2 separate regions of the Ovis aries genome follow, and region 2 is linked to region 1. The links are chromatin contacts, called in public Hi-C maps. All regions are on one chromosome and are shown on one strand. The core of a region is the stretch at or near the end of the contact, and the rest is flanking DNA. Distances in the headings are between cores, read along the strand shown. Region 1 holds the start of ROMO1 (reactive oxygen species modulator 1). Region 2 overlaps PHF20 (PHD finger protein 20).

Region 1 (5,366 bases), core at 909-3,408:
TGCCTGTACAGGTGAGAAGCACTTCTCATAATGGAGAAACTACCTTAACCAGTTAAAAGGAAGGAGAGTCAGCTGATAAGTTTCATCCTCATTGATGATTGGTTAGAAAATCATCTGAGATGAAGCTGTGTGAGCTGTGTGCCAAGTTGCTTAAGTCGTGGCTGGCTGCAAACTCATGCCTCTGTCCGTGGGATTCTCCAGGCAAGAGTAGGGTAGTGGGTTGCTAGGCCCTCCTCCAGGGGCTATTCCCAACCCAGGGACGGAACCCGGCCTCCTGCATTAGCAGGTGGATTCTTGACTGCTAGTGCCATCTGAAGTTGCAAGGCTACAAAAGTGGTTTGAATTTGTTCTTTTTCTGATCAACTCATCTGAAGACAATATTTGGGTATACAAGGTAATAGCACTGGAAATAAGGCTGGTTAATGTAGTGTGACCTTGAGGAAATGTAGATTTAACATTTTAAAGGAGAGAAACTAATAGCATCAACCTTAAAGGGCTGAATAATAAGGATTTCCAAGAAGCTATGAACAGTCTTAACGCATGATAAATCATTCCGAGTTTGGATTAACAGAAAGCTCTTGTGAAACAAGAAACCGAACCTCAGCCCACCTCCAAAGATCTTTAAGCAAGCTGGGTAATTGGCTGTGAGGAAAAAATGCTTCTAAACAGAAACTCCGAATACTCAAAGACTTGCTTTATTATAGTACACATGGGATGGAACTGATGGGAGGGGGTGGATGTTGTGGGCAACCACTGTCCTGATTAGCATCGGATGCCCATCCCGATGGCCATGAATGTGCCAAAGGTGCCGCCACTCTGCATCATGGTTTTTCCGATGCCGCCCATCAGCTCCCGACCCCGCATTCCAATCCTGAGGGAGGAGGAAACCAAGATGGGGCCACTTGGGAACAACAATACAGGGAGGAGCATTAACTGCCCCTTTCCGATTTATAATCAGGCACTGCTGAAGTCTGGCAGGACATTATAATCTCTTGCCACATGGAGTGAGTAATGCTAAGGAAAAGGATCCATTAGGATCTCTAGGCAACTGACGAGTTTGTGGGAGGCAACAGAAGCAGTATAAAGTACAGAAACAGGGAAATCATTTTTGGGTGCTGGTTTTGCCTCCAGGGTATACATGATCCAATACAACATTTTTTAGATGGTCTCCTAGTGTTAATGATTGGGGGGTCAGACCTGGCGTCAAGAACTAAGTGCAATTTACGGGCTGTGTCAAGTGTACAATGAGGCTCTTAACATTCACAGCAGTGTTGTGATAACAGGGCATTCAGCACTGTGACACAGTAAACGCTCAGTAAACGATAATTTACCAGAAACAATAGCGTCTTTCATGTGTAAAAACTATAGAGTGTAGAGTTTATCTGCTTAATTTCTACATCCTGTTCCCAGAGCAGTGAAATTAACCAAGTTTGTTTCGCCATGCGCCTAACAGGAGTAAAACAGAACAGCCATTAATTGAGCACTTAATATGTGCCAGGTTCTCTGTTAAGTGTGGTCTGATTTGAGCTTAGAATTGTACATGATGTAGAGGTTTACTGACCTCATTTCTGCTTGAAACCCAGGCTCCAACCCTATTCTCAACCATTTAGATTATCATCTGTCCTCCCACACTGAAGGTGATTAGGAAAACAGTCTCGTTCGTTACAGGGCAGCGACAGAATTGGAAAGTAGTAAGCTCTATTCGGGCTGTAGGCCGAGAGCTGTGGGGTGGGAAAATCAGGTAGTCCCCAGAGATCACCGCCCGCTCCCCTCACCTGAGACAGGAAAAGGTGCCGAAGAGCGCCCCCGCCGCCATGCCCACGGCGCAACCCATCACGAAGCCCATCTTCACGCGGTCGAAGCAGCTTGGCTGGGACTGTCCATAGGGACCCACGGCCACCGGCATCTGCGGGGTTCGAAGGTTAGGGAAGTGTGGGCCTAGCCGCCAGCCCGAGACTCCAGCAGGGGCCAGAGGAGGTGAGATAGGGAACCGGCCCAGGGGTTCTGGGAAATCCGAGAAAGAAAAGAAGGGTGTAGCCCGACTCCATCACCCACTGTGCGTTCGAGTCCCCGCGCCACGGTGCCCCCACCTCACCTCGCTCGTGGCTTCGGTCGCTCAGATCTACGTCTTACGCGGAACGCGAGCTGGAGCGCACTCGAGATCCGAGGAAGCGTTTCCGGGGCGCGGAGTAGTACTTCCTGGATCCTGTAGCTGAGGACTGTAGCCGCTTCGGGCGGGGGGCTCCTGCCACCGGGACCATGCTGCTGCGAACCGCTTGGAGGCGGGTGGCCACGACCGCCCCCGCGGCTCCGGGGCCGAGGGCCAAGCCACCCACTCGGGGGCTGCGCCTGCGCGGTACGCTTGGGGCCCCCCTCGCTGCCACCTCCCTAGAGGCGCGGAACTTTCTCCTGGGCTAGGCGACTTACCTGCATATTCAGGAGCCTCCCTCTTCCGCTACCCAGACCCTCTGACACTTCCTCTTGACTGGACCCCTCAGATTTTCTCATACCGGCGCTCTGAACCGTTGACTTCGCCGCATCGCCGCTCCCGCACTTCACATCCTGCACCGCAGGCCCTCAGAGCCCTAAAATTCGGCCATCGGACCTCTCCTGACCCAATTGTAGAGATGCTAGTGGTCCAGCCAGTAACCTTTGAAGGAGATCTTACCTACCGTCTCCACGTTCCTTCTCAGGGGCTTTGCCCTTTCGGAGATTTCCTCACTCCAACGACGCAATTTGAATGTTGTCTCAACACCCTACCCTAAGAACCCTGTCTCTCTCCCTTACCTCTTTTTTAAAGTTTGCTCAACTTTTCCGATGTTCTGTTTCCTTTTGCGTTGAGATTCGCTCAGCATCGCTTAAACTTATGTCACCTCCGTCCAGCCTTTAAATTCTGTTGTTTGGGATGCCCTGTGTGCAGAGTTGCATCCCCTCTCACCTGGCCCCTCCGTTCCATTTTTTGTCAGGTATAGACCTTACTCCCCAGTCTGCTGTTGCCTCTGATGCAGCCACTGCTCTGGAGGCGGAGTCAGTGCTGCGACCTCTGTACATGGATGTGCAAGCTACAACTCCTCTGGTAAGGATGGAGGGGCAGCTTTCCCTGAGCTGTTTAGTGGAGTTATACTGTAGAAGTGGCAATGCACATAAATGGCTGAATCCCTGTAGAAGTGAGAACCATTGAGAAGTGTGTGCTGGGAGAGCAATGAGCCAGGAGACTGGAGGCTTACATTGTAGTCCACTAGAAGTGTCTGTACTGCTTACTAGCTATTGATCTTGGTCAAATCACCTTATTGCTGGCACTTTCCTAGTAGTTAAAAGCATAGGCTCTGGAATTACTGGACCACTGCTTACTATATGCATTTGGGCAAGAATTAAATAGGTTAAAAGATAATAAAGCAGCCCTTAGAATAGTGCCTGGAGCATGATGAGCACTGGAATATTAATGCACGTTTTCATCAACATCCTCTCCTAGATATCACATTGCTTGGCAGTGAAAACACCTACAGACACAACTGTCAGGAAAAAGCAGTGTTTGTAGATTATCTGAGGAGATGGTAGAATAATCTGTTTTAAGACGGATTGGGAGGAGAGTGTATTAAGCTAATATTTGGTTAGAACCTGGGGGAATGGAAGAATATTTGAGCCCTAATCTAGGCAGGGTCTGAAGGATTGGGGGTGTGTTGAAGCAGGTTGGGTAGGTCAGGGGATGGAGTGGGGCCCGGGTTAACTATGGGCTCAAGGAGACTGGTCTGTTCTGTTTTGTCCAGGACCCTCGGGTGCTTGATGCCATGCTCCCTTACTTAGTCAACTACTATGGAAACCCACACTCCCGGACACATGCTTATGGCTGGGAGAGTGAGGCTGCCATGGAATGTGCTCGTCAGGTTAGTACACAGGACACTAGGAAGTTCTGATGTCAGAGGTTTCAGTGACCTGTGGGTGGCATTTTTTTTTTTTTTTTTTTAGTAGCTGTGGGTGAAGGTGGAAATGGTTTGGGGCTCTCTCAGCAAGCGATTCAAAGAACAGGCCTTTGGAGTCCCTCTGAAGGCATTCGATTAGTTTCCACATTTCCTGGCTAACTGACCTTTGTTATCTTATTATGTGACTTCTCGAAGCTTCAGTTTCCTCACATTGAAAATGGAGGTTGAGGGGAGTTCAGCGGTTAGAATTCCGGGCTTTCACTCCTGGGGGTCTGGATTTGATCTCTGTTCGGGGAACTAAGATCCAGCAAGCTGTGTGGCATGTCCAAAAGAAAATGGAGATTGTAGTAGTTCCTACTCCTTAAGGTTTTGGGGTGGATTAAATCAGACAATACTAGTGATATGTTTGTTGACATGATGCCTGTGCATACTAAGAACTCAGTAAGTGCTTTTTCAAAAACACCAAAGTTGTTATTAATTGGATCTGGGATGTAGTTGAATATATCCCTTTGTCTGATCCTAGTGGGTACAGAACTGCTTCTTGAGCAGTTGACAGATTGTGGTGGAGCTCTTCTTCCTCCAGACTGCTGTCTTAGTTGTCACCACAGCCCCATTCCTGCTGAGGAAACTGATGCTCCTTATTTCTACTTCTCGTCTTGACTTGCAGCAAGTAGCATCTCTGATTGGGGCTGATCCTCGTGAGATCATTTTCACTAGCGGTGCTACTGAATCCAACAACATAGCAATTAAGGTAAGAGAACCAGAAGGCATATCTGGGCTTTCCTGACCTGGGAGATGGTTTCCTGCCATCAATTAGGCTCATGTGTCTTTCCCAGTCACCCACTTTTATCATATCATGAAAAAAGACACAGACACACCACCCTTTTTCTAATTTGTTGCTTCCTTCAGCCCTGTGTAGTTGACTGTATCTAAAGTTTGCTCCTGGTGAACTGAATTCAGTCATGTAGTTGGATAGGAAAGGAGTCCTTGGGTCATCAACCACGTGGTGTTTGGGATGACAGCTACTTCAGAGGATAAATGGTGACTCAATCCTTTTCCCCATCCTTTAGATCTATTCACAATGAAGTCCAGAATACACTCGTAATTGAATAGATTTCTCTGCTTCTTGTTACCAAGTTCACCCTTATATCTATGATTTCAGGGCTGCCTTTTTCTCAGCCTTCGTTTTCTCTCCAATGAGATCTGTTTGCAGCAAGTTCTTCCTGTTTCTTTAGATGTCCCTGTTTTTTTAAGTCTCGGTTGCTGTGGTGCTGTCTGCAGACATTTACTTAATCACCTGTTTGGGGATTAGTCACTCTGTCCTTGGGACGTCTTTGATGCTAACGAAAGTAAAATTCCACTCTCAGTAATCATGTCAGTGTTTCATAGAACATAGTCATGCCTAACTGGGGCCTGGTTACCAGGGTCACTTGTGTAAATACCAAG
Region 2 (5,366 bases), core at 1,369-3,868, 130 kb before region 1:
CTATGTAATTACTGTTTTTTTGTATGGGCTTCCCTGGTGGCTCAGATGGTAAAGCATCTGCCTATAATTCAGGAGACCCAGATTTGATCCCTGGGTCGGGAAGATCCCCTGGAGAAGGAATATACCCATTGCCAAGTACCTCAAAACCTCACAGCTAGATTGCTTATGATGATGGTATTCACTCTGGCTGGCAATACTCAGTCTGGCCTTCTAAGCCCATGTGAAATCTAAGCACCATCATGCTTTCCAAACTCATCTCCCATTAGTTAGTCCACAATGAGGCCTTAGCAGCTGCCCCAGCCAACTGGGGGCCCCCGTGACCGCTTCATGCTCTTATAGCTCACACCTCTGCTCATGCTGTGCCCTCTCCCTGTCTAGCCAAGTCTACTTCCATGCAGACCCAGCTCACTCCAAATGCAGGAAGGCAGCCAGATGGCCTGGTTCTCAGGGACCACATGCTATCAACTCCTGGCACAAACAACTGTCTACTGCAGCCTCTCTTTAGCACTGTGGATCTGCTCCCAGATCCTGCTGTTTGTCACTGCTCCAGCCAGAGGATAAGGTTCATTGTCGTGTATGCCCTCAGCACTGACCCCTAATATAACTGGTATTCTTGTCAGCAACGACTCCACATAACCCCAGTAGTTTAACATTTTTTTGACATGTACTTGAAATACTATAATGAATAAAACATTTTTCAGGTCTGTGAAAGAATAGCTTTCTCAGCTGTGAAGCAACAAAAAGCAACCAAAGAGAAACATGAGCCGATTTAAATACAGCAACTCCAGTCAAATGTTTGGAATAAAAAAAATAACAAAATGTTCATAAACAGAGAAGCAGTTCATTATGCAAAGTCTGCACTAAGTAATTCTTCCATCCAAGTACTAATCAGGCCCGACCCTGCTTGACTTCTGAGATCAGACAAGATCAGGCGTGTTCAGGGTGGTATGGCTGTAGACAGCACTATATAATTCTAATTAGTCATTTAAAAGAATGAAGTAGCTCTATACTTACTGATATGGATTACTCTCAAGATACACTGCTAAGTGAAAACAGAAAGTTGTTCAGTGTACACTGTACGACATGTATGGTTGCAGATGGGGGGAAAGGTATTATAAAATGCACAGAAAGGAAACCAGAAGGATAGGTATCAAACTGTTGACAGCTCTAGAGAGAAGCTTAAGCTAGGAAAACAGGTGGTAAAGAGGAACTCTCAGGTGTTCTCTGTGAACGCCAGGAGCAGTGAGTGTACCAGCACTCAGCTCTTGGTTTCTAAACACAATTCACCACTTAAAAGAAATCAGGGCTTCCTGGAGAAATGGCTGAATCCAAGGCTGGGTGAGTACAGGATGAGTGTGCTACATTTTCTTATGCCAGAAAGTGAAGGAACTAGCTTGAAGGGCTCCACAAGGTGGTTATTAGAATAAATAAAGACAGAAACCATTATAACCCGCAGAACAAAAGAAATGCCACGAGACCATGTGGATAAAAAGAGGGAAGGAAGGAAAGAAGGGAGGGAGGGGGGAATCAGGGAGAGGGGGAAAGGCAAGCAGGCAGGCACTTCCTTAACACAATACAAACTAATAAACGTAGAAGGAATGATGAGAGTTACAAATCACCATTTGGTAGACCTCAGAGTAAAAATATTTATCAGGCAAGAAGCAGAAGTGGATATTAGGGTGAACTCCTGATAAAGAAACACATAGATATTTGAGTATATGTAAATAAAGATATTTACATATATTCAAGGTATCCTCTCACCAGAAACTTAGTAACTATAAAGGGAAAAATAACAGCCTTACAGTAGAGAAACCTGGTGGGCAGTACCCTTAGCCAAGTGACCAAAGTTAACTTCACCAATAAATGGGACAGATATCATGCAGCTCCTGTTAGAATACACTTGAAAAGGATACATCACTTGCATGGTGTTGCTGCTAAAAGGGAATAACCTAAATCTAATTATCTGGATACATTAAAAAAAAACCCAAATTTAACGACATCATATTCTTCAGAAATGTCAAGGTCATGAAAAACAAAACACTGACAAAAAATGTTTCAGATGAAAGGAAACTAATGAAACATGACAATTAAATCCAGTGTGACATCCTGAGTTGGATCCTGATCCCCTCCAAAAAAAGTTTCCTCCATGTTTGCTATGAAGAACATTATCAGAACTGATGAAGTCTGAATAAGGTCCTGCCTTTGATAATTAAATTATGGTCATGTAATTAAATGTTCTAGTTATCAGGAAATAGACACTGAGAAATTTAGGGGTAACGGTCTGCAACTTACTTGCGAATAATTCAGAAAAAAATAGTTTTTAAAGAATAGAATAATGAAGCAAACATAGAAAACTGCTAACAAACAGGGAATCTGGTTGAAGGTATACAAGAAATTCTTTCTACTATTTTTGCAACTTTTTACGTCTTCCAATGTGTCAAAATAAAAACATCTTTTAAATATAAAGATGAAAAAATTTACGCAGGAAAAATACTTGGAGGTCACAGAATAGCTAAGTGGGAGGAAAGCAACCCTGGCAAGACTATCCACACTTGGCCCTCACAAGAGAAACTGAGCAGTTATTCCACAAGATGGCAGAGCTGCCCCAAAGGCCAGAGCTGCGTATGGAGCAGCTAATGCAGGGCTTCTGCTCTAGACTAGATGGTGTTGCCTTCCCAGCCTCCTTCACACTGATCTTGACTCCATCCAGTTAGAAATTACAAGACTGGCACCACCTCAGGACAGCAACCTCTAAACGGTGACTAACACAGCAGCACCCTGGCCTCTGGGGGCCTTGCGGGATGCTTCTGAGAATGATCCCGCCCTCCTTCCTGCTGACTTACATAATACATTCCTGGTGAATGAGTTCTCAACAACCAGCAATCTTTTCATCCTGTGCTCACCACTAAGCCCATGTTCCAAAAGAAAAACCAGGAACATCATTCAGTTTCCAGATCAACACTTCCAGCCTCTCAAATTAAAGAATTTCCAAGGCGCCACCCTGTCTGGAGCACTGACATCACGTGTGCCACACACAGTGCTCTTCAAAGCTGGCCTACTAAGCTGCTTACTTGAGTCTACACCCTGCTTTAACACTTGCCCTCGAGGGCAGTGCGAGCTCCATGTTACAACCTCTCTAAAGGCAGGATGTGTGTTCACTTCACCTGGTTTATACAGCACCCAGCATCTCATCAGATGGCATTCAGTACTCAGTTAGAAGACAGGAGGTGGAGTGACCCAGTCATTGGAAAACGTGTTATTCTAACTCTGGCTGAGTTACCCCTTCTTGCCACATACTAGGTTCTTTTATAAAACAGGGAGAATTAACAGTGAAAAATTAACAAGAACTTAGATGTCTTTCACAGTGGGAAGTTAAATAAATTATGGAAAATCATCCAAAGAAATAAATTATATATAATCATGAAACAGCTATGAACTGACACGGAAAAATGCTGTATAAAAATGATAAGCCATTAACTAATGCAAGAATATGATTCTACCACTCTGTTTTTAAAAAGTGACATGGGTACATGTGTGTTTGTATATGCAGAGAACCACGTGTTGAAGAATGGAAAAGCATATACCAAACTGTTCCATGGTTCTTTCAAGAGGGGGAAGAGTAATGGAGGACTTTTCACTTAGTTTTACTTTTACTTAGTTTTAATTTTTCCTAGTATATTTGGCTTTGAAATTTATAGGAGGGAAACAAACAGCAAAATGACTCTTTATATATTAATAATAATCTTTAAATAGGGGTCCTTAACTGTCTTTATGCCAGAGTAGTTGTGAAAACTCATCAAGAAATTGTACTTACAAAATTAGTATACCTTAGTGTTCTCACTGTGAAAAATTAAATGTAAATTTTAATATCAACACTAAATAAAACCTTTAATTGCTGTCTCCTTATGACTCAAAAATGATGACCATACTTGCTTGGAGGACAAGGACTATGGCTGGACAGAGGCAGCAGGAAGGAGAGGAACTGAGGAAAGATGAAACTGGAGCGACAGCAGGCAGCAGCCGGGCAGGGTAAAGACCTAAGGCCCTCACTCAGGACCAAAACCAGCAGTTCAGGTGGTGGGAAACATGCATGTTAGGCAATGGTACCCCACTCCAGTACTCTTGCCTGGAAAATCCCATGGATGGAGGAGCCTGGTGGGCTGCAGTCCATGGGGTCGCTAAGAGTCAGACACGACTGAGCGACTTCACTTTCACTTTTCACTTTCATGCACTGGAGAAGGAAATGGCAACCCTCTCCAGTCTTCTTGCCTGGAGAATCCCAGGGATGGGGGAGCCTGGTGGGCTGCCGTCTATGGGGTCGCAGAGTCGGACACGACTGAAGTGACTTAGCAGCAGTACTTTTCTAGATTTCTTTTCAACTTTATGAACATAAAAAAGCAAGTTACCAAAAAAGAATATGCTGTATAAAGACAAGATTACCTCCATTAATGAGGTAAAAAGTACCAATGAAATCCCTAGTGGAGTTTGAATAAGGTCCAGATTTTGATAATTGTGGTAACATAAGAGAATGCTGTCTTTTTTTGTTTTTAAGGAAATATACATCAAAATATTCAAGGGTAAATATTGTCAAACAATTAATAGGAAAAAAAAAAAAACTTTAAAATACCTTAAGGCCACAGAACAGCTAAGTAGGAGGAATGCAACCTTACCAACAGAGAGATTCAAGTGAACTGACAGCTCTCTCTATCCTGCAAACGAAGCATTTCAATAGATTCACAAACAAGAAAGCAACTCAAAGCAGCTATCTGTTTGGTACCGACTTACCTGCTCAGCCTTAGTCCACTTCAGGAAGCCTTCAATTAAGTCAGAAAGCACACCTAATAGTCTCAGAAAAGACCCTGTGATTATACTATTGATGCTGTTCTGTCTTCATCTCCAAATGCCTAACTGCTACTCATCCTTCAAAGCCCTGTCAAGTTCCATATTCTTCCACCCCTACCCTCAAACTATTAACCTAAACATCACCTGTATCCAGATGTCAGGTCCAAAGAGCACTTAATGTACCCTAAAACCAAGAGCGTCCCATTGATAGCTAGCAGAGCTCCTAGGCATACAGTAAGAGGTATAGTATTCACTCCCAAGCATACAGTATTTGTTCTCAGGCAATAGGACTCAAACAAGAGAATCCTGAGTTCAACTTCCATGTGACAGGCACACATTATCACTGGCAGTCTTCTCTTCTTAAAGTTTTAAGTATTTCTCATGACACCACCTTACTTTCTCTCTTATAATACAATCTCATTCATGCCTCATGACAGAAAGACCTACAAGGGCAATGAGCAGATGTCTCATTCATTTCTCTAACCCCAAAAGAACAATCAATTCTCAGCCAGTGTTCCACCAGG

Evidence for each region. Hi-C and Micro-C count contacts between places; a contact is called where the count stands out from the background.
Region 2: a contact with region 1 is called in a Hi-C map of retroperitoneal adipose tissue, with 1.9 times the contacts expected there. The contact joins the enhancer-like site here to the promoter of ROMO1 in region 1. A contact is called at or near these places in 2 of 16 Hi-C or Micro-C datasets (muscle and retroperitoneal adipose tissue).

What each region holds. Positions count from the first base shown.
Region 1 is chr13:64,890,225-64,895,590 of ARS-UI_Ramb_v3.0, reverse strand. It overlaps ROMO1 (reactive oxygen species modulator 1), which reads right to left and starts at 2,158. Exons shown (of 3, transcript XM_012189126.4): 1 at 2,096-2,158; 2 at 1,776-1,906; 3 at 674-871. The coding sequence starts at 1,906. The coding sequence ends at 763. NFS1 (NFS1 cysteine desulfurase) reads left to right here and starts at 2,195. Exons shown (of 12, transcript XM_060397746.1): 1 at 2,195-2,356; 2 at 2,967-3,076; 3 at 3,768-3,884; 4 at 4,588-4,671. The coding sequence starts at 2,260.
Region 2 is chr13:65,021,818-65,027,183 of ARS-UI_Ramb_v3.0, reverse strand. The region is part of intron 10 of PHF20 (PHD finger protein 20); the gene reads right to left. Among named protein-coding and RNA genes, the nearest start is that of SCAND1, 60 kb to the left of the region's middle. Within about 2 kb of position 2,618, at least 29 of the 54 cell types and tissues checked have an H3K27ac peak or open chromatin away from gene starts, as enhancers often do.